2 separate regions of the Rattus norvegicus genome follow, and region 1 is linked to region 2. The links are chromatin contacts, called in public Hi-C maps. All regions are on one chromosome and are shown on one strand. The core of a region is the stretch at or near the end of the contact, and the rest is flanking DNA. Distances in the headings are between cores, read along the strand shown. Region 1 has its middle 28 kb from the start of Ostc. Region 2 overlaps Etnppl (ethanolamine-phosphate phospho-lyase).

Evidence for each region. A called contact is a pair of places that touch in the nucleus more often than the background predicts.
Region 1: a Hi-C map of liver shows a contact between it and region 2, with 3 times the contacts expected there. The contact joins two enhancer-like sites. A contact is called at or near these places in 4 of 12 Hi-C or Micro-C datasets (hepatocytes, kidney and liver).

What each region holds. Positions count from the first base shown.
Region 1 is chr2:221,908,627-221,915,029 of GRCr8, forward strand. No RefSeq gene overlaps it. Among named protein-coding and RNA genes, the nearest start is that of Ostc, 28 kb to the right of the region's middle. Within about 2 kb of position 4,500, at least 6 of the 93 cell types and tissues checked have an H3K27ac peak or open chromatin away from gene starts, as enhancers often do. A contact at or near this core is called in liver, where this site is marked.
Region 2 is chr2:221,864,212-221,870,869 of GRCr8, forward strand. Etnppl (ethanolamine-phosphate phospho-lyase) reads left to right here. Exons shown (of 13, transcript XM_003749396.6): 12 at 470-537; 13 at 1,615-4,616. The coding sequence ends at 1,743. Among named protein-coding and RNA genes, the nearest start is that of Etnppl, 20 kb to the left of the region's middle. Within about 2 kb of position 1,435, at least 44 of the 93 cell types and tissues checked have an H3K27ac peak or open chromatin away from gene starts, as enhancers often do. A contact at or near this core is called in liver, where this site is marked.

The DNA of each region.
Region 1 (6,403 bases), core at 3,250-5,749, 47 kb after region 2:
GGTCTCGGTAAAGCTGTTGTGAACATCATCACACACCTGCCATGTCTGGTCAGTTCTTCCTTTTCTTCTTCACTCCATAATGCTTATCATGTCTGCACAACCTTAATCCTTTTGTCTTTTCACTAGGATGTAAGTTTCATGAAAATAGCAAATTTTTCTGTGTGTCCATGGGTGTGCAGGTACACGTGTGTACATATACATATGTGTACATGTATGTGGAGGACCCAGAGGAAACCCAGATATCATCCTCAAGAATATCATCTGCTTCCTTTGAAACAGAATCTCCCGTTGGCCTAGACATCAGCAATTAGGCTAGTCTGGCTGGCCAGGGAGCCTCGGGGACCTTCTGTCTATCTCCCCAGCACTGGGACAAGTTTGCCCCACATACAGCATTTATCCCTGGTCCCTGAAGGTTGAACTCCGTGTCCTTGTGCTTGCAGCATAAGCACATAATCAACTGAGCTATCTCTCCAGCCCTATGACAATAAGTGCCAGCACAAGTATCTGCTCAATACGTGAAATGAATAGGTGAACATGTTAAAATTATGTTACTAAAACCATAGAAATCTATATGTTGGTGTTGAAGTCTGTCTTTGCTGGGGTTTGAGCCCCTCCACAGTCTGCAGGTTTACAATGTTGCTGAGCCGCCTCGTGATGTCCCTCTGTCTGGCTTTTCAGCATCACGTGCTGACTACTTCTTATCCTGCAGAAGATGAGGATGTACTCAGGGAAGCCTGGATCCCCATCAGTTGTGTGCCAATCTCACTGTTAATTAACTGACAGACACAGATAGAATCTTGTTCCTTTTTTAATACTCAACATTACCAGATGCCAGTTTAATTGGATTTTGCTTCTGTTTGGTACAGGAATCCAGTATGATCAACAACTGGCCATTTCTATTTAGAGTTCAGGAAATTCTTAAGAAACTGGCTGTTCTGTGAATCTCTGTTCTCACAGTTTGTCTCTTAGGGTCAGCAAGAGCATAAAATTTAAGTTATATATCATTCAACACTCATCAAATCTTCAGAAAACTCCTCGGTCCCAAGCATAGTGTGATGGTTGTACACATAGTACATGGCCCAGGCTTTGTATCTGAAGACATCAAGTCTAGAAGGGTAGACAGACTTGCAGACTGACTCAATACCATAGTGCAAGCCCAGTGATGGAGAAGCAGGAATGAGAACACTGAGCAGAGAGGGGGGAGATGGACAGGAAGAAACACCTTTTAAGAGTGACAAACTACTTTCTGAAGTCATGGACCAGAATCCTGAAAACGTCTGCATAACTGCTCTGGCATCCAGAGCCCTTAGTCACCAACAGAACTCAAAATGAGAGCTGCCCACAGATTGCCTTGAACCTGAACAATGTTTCAAAGCTCTGGTGAAAACTTGATTTTTTTTTTATAAACTTTCCATAATGTTCTATATTCATGGCATTTGCTCTATCCTGAGAAACTCTCCCCTCTGGTAGTCCCTGGCTGGGATAAAGTACCCGGGGTTCCTACTTGTTATGTTTTCCTGTTTGACTCCACAACTGTCGTCACTGGGACTTCAGAGGCCACACTTGACCCTCTAACTGCTGAAGAAGCTAAAGGCCTAGAAAGGCCCTTCCCAAGTGTGCCTGCTGACTTAGGTCACCCTGTCTTTCAACAGGACCTAATTTGAAGACATATCAAGTGAATACATCAGTTTCCACAGTTTATTCCCTACCTAACCCAAGCCAGCCTTATTTTTCTCCAGACTAGAACTGGGCAATGCGGCTCAATCCTGTTCCCACCTCCTCCCTTGTGAGTTCAATTACAAAGGGTCTAGGCAGCCAGGAGACACCAGTGCCAGGAGCCCGAGCTGGACGCTCTCTCCTGTCTAAAGCAATCTTAGAGGCAGCCTCTTCCTTTAAAGAGGCTCCAAAGCAGCTTTCAGGGCTGTGAATCAAATCCCAAACCTAAGTCTGCTGGAATGCTCAACCGTAGTAAGCTCTCAGCACGGGGGGGGTTACTACAGTCCTCCGCGCTCGTCCTCTCTGAGCCAGGTTCAAGTGTCTGTCCTGACCTAGAACAAAGAACATGGGAAGGGTGACTCGTTCTCCCTCTGTTCTTGTCCTTGACCTGACCTAACTGTAGAGGGCAAGTTCAGTCAGGTGTAGACCAGCATCATGCAGACTGGAAGACTGGGCTCTTTCGGCCTTCACAGTCAAATTGCCTCGATAACTCTATCAAGGACAGGGAAGGAAGCGCTCTCAGCAGCCACCTCGTCAGCCCTGCGCGGTTGCTCAGGGTGGTCATGGTAGACCAGTTATCTATCTAGTCAGCTCTGCTGTCAGCTCCATTGTCTGACCCTCTGCATCTGTAGCTTTTATGAACACTATATCTGCCAGTCTTGCCACTGTGTGTGTGTGTGTGTGTGTACGTGTGATTTTTCACAGCTGACTGTGTTCTGTTTCTGATAGTCTTGATGCTAAGACTTGACTGTAATCCCTTCTCTCAGACAGGAAGCATGTCAGGGGACGCCCAAATGGTTCGTCTGCTACACAGCTTCAACCTCTTCAGTCTCTTCGAGTCTTTTCATGAAGAACACCATCCCAGAGGAAAATAACGCAGAGAACAAGCGTTGTGAACAGGTACTCAAAGCTCCCCTCTTTCCGGTATCTCTTCTTACATCCCGGGTTTAAAATGACCAACTTGAAGAGTCCTTCACCAAGTGCTCCACTTGGTGTGACATCAAATCACAACTTGACATGGATGTGTCTTCGTTTCCTATGAAACACATAACCACTCATGGCAAGCCTTCCAGTGCCGACGCTCCTTCTAAGTTAAGCCACCGGCGGCCACTCCTTGGATTCAGACCTATGACAATAGCACACGGTGTTGGATAAAAACTTTACCTGTCTGAGCTTCTAGTCACTGTTAGCATTCTGTCTAAGCTCCACCCCCACGGTTACCTAGCAACAGCTAGGCAAGCCTGATACTATAAAAGGGGCTGCTTGTCTCCTCCTCACTCCCTTGTTCTTGCTCCTCTCTTGCTCTTTTGCTCTTCCCCTCTTCCCCCTTAATCCCCCCTCTCCCCATTCCCTTCCCCTCTTCTCTGCATAGGCTCATGGCAGCCTCTACTCTTCTACTTCTACTTCTCTCCCTGTCTCTCCCTGTCTCTGTCTCTGTCTGTCTCTGTCTGTCACTCTGTCTCTCTGTGTCTGTCTCTGTCACTCTGTCTCTCTGTCTCTGTCTCTCCCTGTCTCTGTCTGTCTCTGTCTCTCTGTCTGTCTCTCTGTCTGTCTGTCTCTCTGTGTCTGTCTGTCTCTCTGTCTGTTTCTCTGTCTCTCTGTCTGTCTGTCTCTCTCTCTCTCTCTCTCTGCCCCTACTACCCTCTTGACTCCCCCCCCCATGCCCTGAATAACCTCTATTCTATACTATATCATCCCGTGGCTGGTCCCTCAGGGGGAAGGGATGTCGCAGCATGAGCTGCCTGAGGCACCCCATTTCCCAGACCTCACCACACCTCCCTAGAACATAACCACCTTTATCTTTTTTTTTTTTTTTTTTTTTTTTTTTTCGGAGCTGGGGACCGAACCCAGGGCCTTGCGCTTCCTAGGTAAGCGCTCTACCACTGAGCTAAATCCCCAGCCCCCCTTTATCTTTTTAATAAACACAATAATCACCATATCCTCACCGCAATTCATTTTTCTTCATAATGTTTGTCCACATGACACTACGCACCAATTCGAGACACATCTCCCCTTTTCAAATGTAATCTCCAACAAAGCCAGGATTTATACCTTTACTGCCCTATCACCTGCATATGAAAGAGTACTTCACAATTAACAGATTCCTTTAGAAGAGATAAACTTAGTCCCCCAAGCATCTATGACACGTGTGCTACAAAGTAGCCTTCATTCTGTGGACAGAAGCAACACGAGTGCTCAAGTAAATGCCCAGTAAACAAAGCAGTCAGCGGTGATGGGCACATAAAGTCTCTAGACAACCTCAGCCCTCTACACCCACTGCAGGTCCACCTTCATCCTATGCCATGGGCGGCACCAATGTAAAGAAGAGAAGACGGAAGGGAACGGAAAGGATTTGTTTAACTTCCCACAAAGAAAGGGACACAGCATGGACTTGAGCCTGTCTGGGCTGACTTCGAAGAGTGAGCCAGTGCCAAAGTTAGGTTTCTGAATAGAACAGGGCAAGACAAGAGCTGTGGGCTCAGAGTAACCCCCGCACTTTCTTGCCAGGCCTGTGAAGCCATGGCTGCTCTTTCCCCAGGCCACTTCTCAGGGCTGTGTTTACAGCCCATCTCACTGACGGAATGAGAGAACTGTCCCTCACAGACAAAGGGCAAGTTTGCTTCCCCAGCCCTCCACACACTGTAAAGCAGCACGTCGCTAAATTCAATGTTCCGCAGGTGGGAACCAGCCACAGCATCTGTCGCTACTCTATGGGGCTAGGAGAGTGTTGTTTCCAAGACACTCATGCTGCTTACTCTGCCATAACAAAGTCCTTTGTCTTTGACCCGGAAGTCTCAAGTTTTCTGCCAATATCGGTGACACAGTAACAGACCCAGCTTATGAGCTCACAAACAGGGTGATGTTCCAGAGCCTGGCACTGTTCGTTTTAGAAGTGACCCAGGTTACAAAATAGAACAAAACACAAGCAGCGTCAAAAAGGAAAAAAAATCACTGTGACTATCAATTCACTAAGTGTTCATGGAACTCAAGTGACATAGATGACAATCAATTAGTTGGAAATGTGTTTACTGTCAAATAAATGGATGAAGAAAGAGGCCCTTTCCTAGCAATGTGTGTGCTACGAGCTTGATTTACCATGAGGCTAGCACAGCCTTGGCCCCTCATCTAAATAAAGAAAACAGTGAAAACCCAAGAGAGTAGCTAGAGGAAATCAGAGGAATGGCGTGGGCGGATCAAATCAAGGATGCAGGTACTCAGAGTCACTTCAAGTATGTCTGAGTAAACTGGCAGAGCACCCCCCTGGCATGTGGGGTCCCAGGTTCAACTGGCAGCCTTAAATGGGGTGGGGCTAACCAAATAAGAAATCCATCCAACAAGAAAAGTAGAAATCATTCCAACTAGCTTGGGTTACAGCCAATTAACCCATCCTTGAGTGTATTTTCCTGCGGAGTTGTATGTAACCAAGAAGTGACAGAACCTTAAGCACGTATTGTGTCCCACACACTAGGCTGCACCTCTGACTTCATGTAATTCATGTCTAGACAAACAACATAAACGAGTCAGCTATGTGGCATGTTAAAGAGCAGCAAGTGCTATGGAGAGAAACAGGGGAGTCTTGGTTTTTCAAAGGGAGATAAAAGAAGGCCTCATTGTAAAACTACAATTTTGAACATATATTGGGAAAAGAAAAGGGAGTGAGCCATTCAGGTAGAGCGAGAGCTGTGCCCCAGACTGACAATGAATGTCCTTGCCTGGATCCAGCCTCGACACAGGGTCGCAGTTCTCAACAGGAAGCAGGGATATCTGGAGGGCACATAATAAATATACACAGACTACTCTGGGTACAAACTGATAGGCAATTTCAAGGCTTAAAGTTACTCTCTTTCCTCTCTCTCTCTCTCTCTCTCTCTCTCTCTCTCTCTCTCTCTCTCAGCTTGAGGCTGCACACACTCTGCATTCTCTTTCGCACTCTGCCTTTCTCCATTGTGCTTTTCTTTTCTCGAACTCCCACACTCACACACACCCTTGTTCATTACCCTTTCATTCTCACACACACTCTCCACACATATCTCACACTCACCACATGCGCTCTCCTTTCACTCACACACACAATCGTTACACACCTCACAATCTCTCTTCACTCGCTCTTCACATGCACTTCTCATGCTCTCTGTCTCTCCCTCATTCGCTCCCTCACGTGCTCTCTCATTCACTCTAGCCTTTCTCTTGCCCCAGTCTTTTATTGATAATCCAAAAGCAGGTAAATAAAAGACATTGTATAATCATTGCCAAATCAAATTGAAAAGAATAACCACATCCCACAAAGAACTAAGAATTACAATTGTTCCCCAAAGTTTCATGCTTCCCCTATTCTCAGGCCTGTGACCAGAATAATAATTATTGCAAACTTATCATTATTTAAACTTTAACTTTTGACTTATTATACTTCAGAGCTCAAAGTTCCGAGGTCAGCTACTTGCATTTTCCTGGGAAGCTCTAATGATAAATGACATGGGCAAAGCTGCCAGGCAGTAGCCAGAAAGAATCAAGTTAACCCTTAACTCAGTGGTTCCGCTAGCTCTCTCTTCCTTGCACACAATGACTCTCGTAAGAGTCCCAGTATTTTTATTTAGTTTTACTAGTATATAATTTTATATATTCTATACTTCCTTATCCAGGAACCACTCTCAAATGTTATGTAAAACTTTATTTCTTAACTTCAATA
Region 2 (6,658 bases), core at 185-2,684:
ATTACTAATAGCCAAAAGAACTGGACTATGTGAACTAGACACAGGCAAAACAGACTCAGTACCGTGAACAGATTGACAGTGAAAAACAAAAATCAAAACATAAACTAGAGCTGGAGAGATGGCTCAGCAGTAAAGAGCACCAACTGCTCTTCCGAAGGACCAGGGTTGAATTCCCAGAATCCATACAGTAGTTTACAATCTTCTGGGACTCCAGGTCCAAAGGATTTACCATCACCCCCTGGTTTCCTAGGAACAAGGCATGCACATGGTGCACAGACATATGTGTAAAAGAAAAAGTCCGTAGACATAAATAGTAATAAAATAATTTTTAAAAATGAAAGCCAGCAATTTTAATAGTAATATTTTTACAGACATTACATGTCTCTTCTCTAGTCCTTATAGTCCTTATATTCCTAGATACTTTTTTAAATTATATTGGTCTAAGTTCTCTACATCTTCTTTGGTTTAGTTCTAGAAGAAGTCATGGACTCCAGGAGTGGAAGTGTGGTCTCTGAGAACACAGCTTGCAGAACCAAGGTAAGAGGTGGCTGCTTTGTGTTTGGGCGGGGGGAGCTTAAAGCATTTAGGAATTGCTTTTTTGAATGTACAGTGACCAGAGAACAAAAGCAGCTTGTTCTAAGGTCCAATCTTCATGGCAATTTTGAGTGTATAATTAAATTCCCAGGGCCAATGTCATATCATTTGCAAAGAAATGAAACCAAATCACCATGCTCACAGGTTTATTCTCATATAAAAATGTAAATAAAAACAAAGGGCCTCTCTCTTCTGGCCTCTAAAGACAGCTTTCAAATATGGGGAGACACTAATAAATGGCTAGAGCTTTCTCATATTGGCTCAGAAAGCCACCTGAAGTCACCTCTGGTTCCCACAAGGCCCTTCACCATCTACAGGAGCCTTGGCAGAATGGCTCTGAAACACCAAAAATTGCCTCTGAAGTGAAATGACGTGGAAGCCTCCACAGCAGCCAGTAGCCTGTGGGACCACAGACAGTGAGTGGCCTAGTTTCCACTCTTGACGCGCTTCCAACAGAGGGCTTTTCCATTCTCTTCCTGAACAGCCTGTGGTGTGAGAAAGAGCACCCAGGGCCTGGAAACAGAAAAGCAAAACCTTGAGAGGCTTCGTTGCATAATTTGTTATTTGTTTGCAGCTTCGATGGTAAGGGAACATTCAGTGCCCAGAACCTGCCTGTGCACCCAGCAGTCAGCAAAGTTCTTTTCATGGTTAAAAAACAAAAATTGGGGTGTTTGACTGGAAACAAACGATTTCTAACAAGACACCCTCTGTCTCTTCACACAACACAAAGCAGTCATAGAGATCCGTTATTATCAAAACGGCAGGAAGAGTTTATCAAATCTAGGTCAGAACCCCAGCTACAAAATGGCTTTGCCCAGCCCTGACCAGGATCTTGCAAAACCAAGAGTTGGCTGCAGGACCTCATACTCTGAGGTTAATTGAGTCATTACGCACATATAAAAGGTTGTCCTGGAGTCTCAGAATTGCTGTTGACATCACCTTTCAAATGTCTGGTATCTAAGAGGTTGGGTGTTTGAAGAGGTGCACATCCATGGGGGTTTTGTGGCCCTGTCTTTGCAGACGCCTAAGGAAGAACATGTGGAATTGCCCAACCTTAGTGCCACCGACGCCAGAGAAATCCACAGCAGGAAGAGAAACGGTGCATGCTCAGACCAGCATGTCCTGCTCAGCAAAAGACTCAAGACCTGAGAGCTGAACATTAGACAGTGGGTAAATGTCCCTGGATACAGCGAGCAAGTGACTGCATCTCACCTCTTAGTCATCCTTTGAATTACAGCTTTCAATCTGGCTAGCTTGTACAGTAAAGGATAGATTAATAATATCAATAATCAAAGCGATAAACTACGTCAACATTATTAATGGAACCTCTTGCCTGGTGATTCATTGCCTGCAAGTCTGAAGTTACTTATTCTACTAAAACTGAGTTTTCTATTGCAAGATTAAGCTGGGCACCTTGCTTCTCACGTTGTAATGTTGGAAATTAGAGGAGCAAGTGAAGTCTATCCCTTCACTTCAAGGAGTTAGTGTGATAAAGTATTTTTAATCGTGAGACATACTCTAAAATGGTTAATATATAAACGTTATAGGTTTTAATAAAAAATGATATAAACAAAAATGAAGACTGTAAAATGCAGAGGGCATTGTGGGTTATGGTGGTGAGATCTAAATCGTTCTAAAAGGAAATCCCAGAGCAGAGAGAAAAAATGGCAAAGAACTGTGGTTGAAGTGGTAGGAAGCCTGATTGCTTGCTGTCCTGTGGGAACTGAAAGGGAACACGCGTACACAGGAACACTTGCATGAAAGATGGTTCTCGAGTGGCAGAAGCAGCCAAAGCCCAGCATTCAGAGTTGGGAACTGTGGTTCTGGCTACTCGCAGGCCATGCCATCTTGACCACATTGCTTACTTATCAAGTAAGAATGGTCCCTTCTCTGACCATCTCATCTTCCCCAAGTTCCTTGTCACCTGCATCCCACATATCCTAAATTACCTTCATCCAACCTGAATCTCTCCATTGCTTTCCTACTAGTTATTGAACTCGCTGGTTTGTTTGTATTCTGCAAAGAAGAGACTAACTTTTCTATGTCAGTTTACTGTTAACTGAGTGGGATGTCTTGGGAGTATGAGCCTGTTCTTTGGATAATGGTATTTTATATAGGACTCCTTGTCTGTGGGTAGCACATGTGGAAAGCCTTGATTTTGGTGCTGGGAGTCTGTTTAAAAGCAAAAACAAGGCAACGTGACCAACCATGAGGTGTCAATTCCTAACAGAACAAACCACTGATCCTTGTGGAAAAGGGGGGAGGGGTTCTCTGTAATCAGCTTTCCACAGGTGGTTGGTTGTCTCTTTGAGGAGTAGTATCATCTCAGGGTTCAACACCGTATTCTGCTTCAATCAACCTGGGTATTAATAAGGGCATTGTGAAATTGGTCCTAACAAGGAGGAGCCTAGGCTGCTGGCCCACTCTACCACTTTCCTCTCTACCACCATGTGTTTGCTGCTCGACCCCATTATCATTTACTTCCATGAATGGCCAGTGTTATTTCTGTAGTGGATGCTTCTGGAAGGCATTAAAAGATGATATTAAAAAAAGCCATAGCATGATGGAGTATTCGTGCGATATAGCCATTTCCATGTCTGTGGCCCATATATCTTTTGTTCTATTACTTTAGTGTTCCTGGACAACTAACTAGACCATTCTCGGCTACTTACGCACACCCATCGTTTCTTCCATGCAAGGTAGATGCCCACACAAAGCACTCAGAGCTCTGCCTCCAGAAAATTTTTCCACAGCCACTCTTTCAAGACCCCATTGAGGAGAGCTATAAAGCAGCCAGCAGGGAGTGTACGGAAATGGCGGATCTCTGAACCATCATGGAGTTTATTTCCTGTTCTCTTAACCAATATGCCTTCCCAGTGCCACCAGCATACTGCTATCTCCTGTGAGGGAGCATCTCTGTCACATCCAGCTGCATCAGCTTAGGGTTATCAGTGCAGTGGATCACCAAGATGTTCTGCAAGGTACCCAGATGGTCTGACCCTAAGTTATAACAGCCTGAGTTATACCAAAGGGCATGAAGGCTAACAAGGTTTTAGATCACAACTATAAAGAACTCTGTGATCAAGAGCTAGGGGAAGAGAGCGCTCTCCATTCCAGTGCACACTGTAATCCTTGAGATGAAGAAGTAGACCCAGAAGAAATCCTGGGGCTCAGTGGTTGGCCAGTCTAGCTGAATTGGTGAACTCCAGGTTCAGTGAGAGACTCACTTTGGTTCCTAGTACCCACATAGTAGCTCACAACAACTCCAGTTCCAGAGATCCAATGCCTTCTTCTGGCCTCCACAGGTACTGCATACATGTGGTATGTGATATATATATATATATATATGCAAGTACTTACACATGCACATAAAAATAAGCAAATCTCTGAGAAAACTAAGGTGAAGAACAAATGGAAAAGATACTTGATATCCAGTTCTGGCCTCCACACACACGCGCGCGCGCGCAGACACACACACACACACACACACACACACACACACACACACACACACACCCTTGGATTTTTAAGAGGGACATTAATCTCTGCCAAAATACCCTAGAATAAACATACCTTTTATTTTTGTCACGTAGGATGAGTAAAGAAAAAAATGTGTGTGGAGGGAAAGCTTCAGGGGCTCCCAACTAGCCCTCTGAACTTTAGAAACTTGTATTCCACATGCCAAGGAAACTGTGGTCAACACAAACCCCTCACAGTATTTATTCCTTAAATGTCAAGTATAATTTACTGCGTGTTCACTTGTACTTCCTCTGTAGCAAGGTCTTATGTTAGAAACTCAGCTGATTTCTCACTGTAGTGTGCTCTGCGCAGTATCACTCTTGGCCCATGATCAGTTTTGTTTTTAAAAATACTATATACAATTTAAAACAATGTAAATTCTGTGACGCTCTAAATGTGACACAGAAGTCAACTTTTAGAGTCAAGTTTGTAGTGTGTCAAGTGTGAAATGAATATTTTGATCACGATATTGAGAGATGTGAATAAAATTCTCCCACAATGCATGTGAGTTTTCTTCTATTTCTTTATAATTCTATCGATGTTGACTTTCCATAAATCAAAGTACCTGGTGAAATGTGAACAAATTTATAACTATAAAATATTCCTGGAAAATAGTCTCTATCTTATTTTCAGCTTATATGTTTTAGAAATCCCTCTTGTAAACTCGGAGAGCTGTGCATTTTATTCAGTTTGGAAGTCTTTGCCTTTTCGTTAGAGCATTTATAGTTAATGTAGCTCTAATGTGTGCTTTTAAATATAAGTTGTTGTATTAATGACCATTTTTCTTCTTTTCTCCATTCTTGCTGTCTTTCAAATACATTTGAGTGGTGTTTTATTATGCTATATGCTTACTCCAAACACACAAACTTACAAGTCACATGACATCTGATCCTTTTTCGCTAAACTGTAGCATCTTTTTCCTGGTCAGAGCAAGAACTTCAGAAGAGTTTTGTTGCCTTTCTCACACCACATTTAGCATGCCATTGCTGCATGCATCTATATCTGATAGCTATTTTATATCATCACTGTTACATTATAACTGCATGTATTATAATTATTTTTTGTTTGCCTTCATATTCTTCATTTCTTCTTTCCACCTGGAATTACTTTCATTTGATCTTGATCTTGAAGAATGTTCTTTAGTATTTCTTCAGTATAGATCCCTGCCTAACCTTTTGTTAGACAGATGGGTACGCTGGAAAATATAGATATTAAAAGGCTAAATGTAGTACCCCACATCCTCAAAATCAAGGCAAGGACTAGTAGCTAGTAACTGAGACTTCTGGCCAATGCCTTTCATTCAAAAACGTAAAAATGTCAGAAATAGAAGCATCGAAGAATGACCAATTAAGATGGGTCATCAAAACTACTCATGAAATAGTGTAAACCCAGTTACTTTGATTAATTGACTTTTAACCACAAACACGCAAAACACAAAATCAGCAACAGACACTAAGGTATTAATTAAAAAATTGAAATGAACTAGTAGCAAGCACACAACAATTCCATTAGGTAATGTTGACCTGATCATATGAAGCATGGTCACCAACTTCTGACTTAGGCCTCCTTGATTCTTTTTCTGTCAACAGAATTATCAGCTATGACCTGGAATAAATAGCTACAAAAGTAGAAATTCAGAACTCTTTTTTTCATACTTGAAAAAAATAACAATAACAGCACAGGTTTGAGGCAGAAAGCAAGAATGGTTTATAGATAGCTATAGTCCTCCAATCCTGAAGGGACTCTTAATGCCTCACCAAAATGTCATATGGTTCTAGTATGTTAGAAGTTTTTTAAAGGAATAGAGAGGAGATTGAGGAGTAAAAGTAATCCAGATGTTCCTTTCAAGAACACGATCTCTTGTTTCCTTTCTTTCATGGCCCCTTGGTATTTTGCGATGTTCCTGAGATTCTTAACCTAATATTTCTTGAAATTCCGAATATTTCTTCCCTATTTGTCACTGTCTGAGCCACTATCTTACTCAACTTCTTTTTAAAAATAGTTCTTTCCAAGCAGTGAAGTTGCATGCTTTTAATTCCAGCACTAAGGAGGCTGAGGCAGGCAAATGTCTTATGAGTTCAAGGCCAGCCTGGTGTACAGCATATATTCCATGACAGCCAGGGCTACACAGAGAAACCCTGTCTTGAAAAACAAAAGATTTCCCAATCTAATGCTCAATACTTTACTCAACCCACATCAGAGAAGCTTCTTCTTGTAGTAGATGGGAATTAACACAGAGACCCACAACTCAACAATAGACAGAAAGTGAGAGACTTTGAAGCACTCGGTCCTAAATAGATATCTTCATCAAATTATCCCCCTAAAGGCTCAGGATCTGTTCGGAAGAGGCAATAGAAAGACTTAAAGGCAAGAGGCAGTGGATGACTCTAAGGAAATGACGTCTTCCAGATACAACAGAATGATGCACACATGAGCTCATAAAGATTGTGGCAGCTTCTACAAGACCTGTAAGTTTCATGGCAGACAGGGTCCACTAACCAGACAGGGAAATGGATGCAGGACCACATCCCTAACCAAGAAGCTA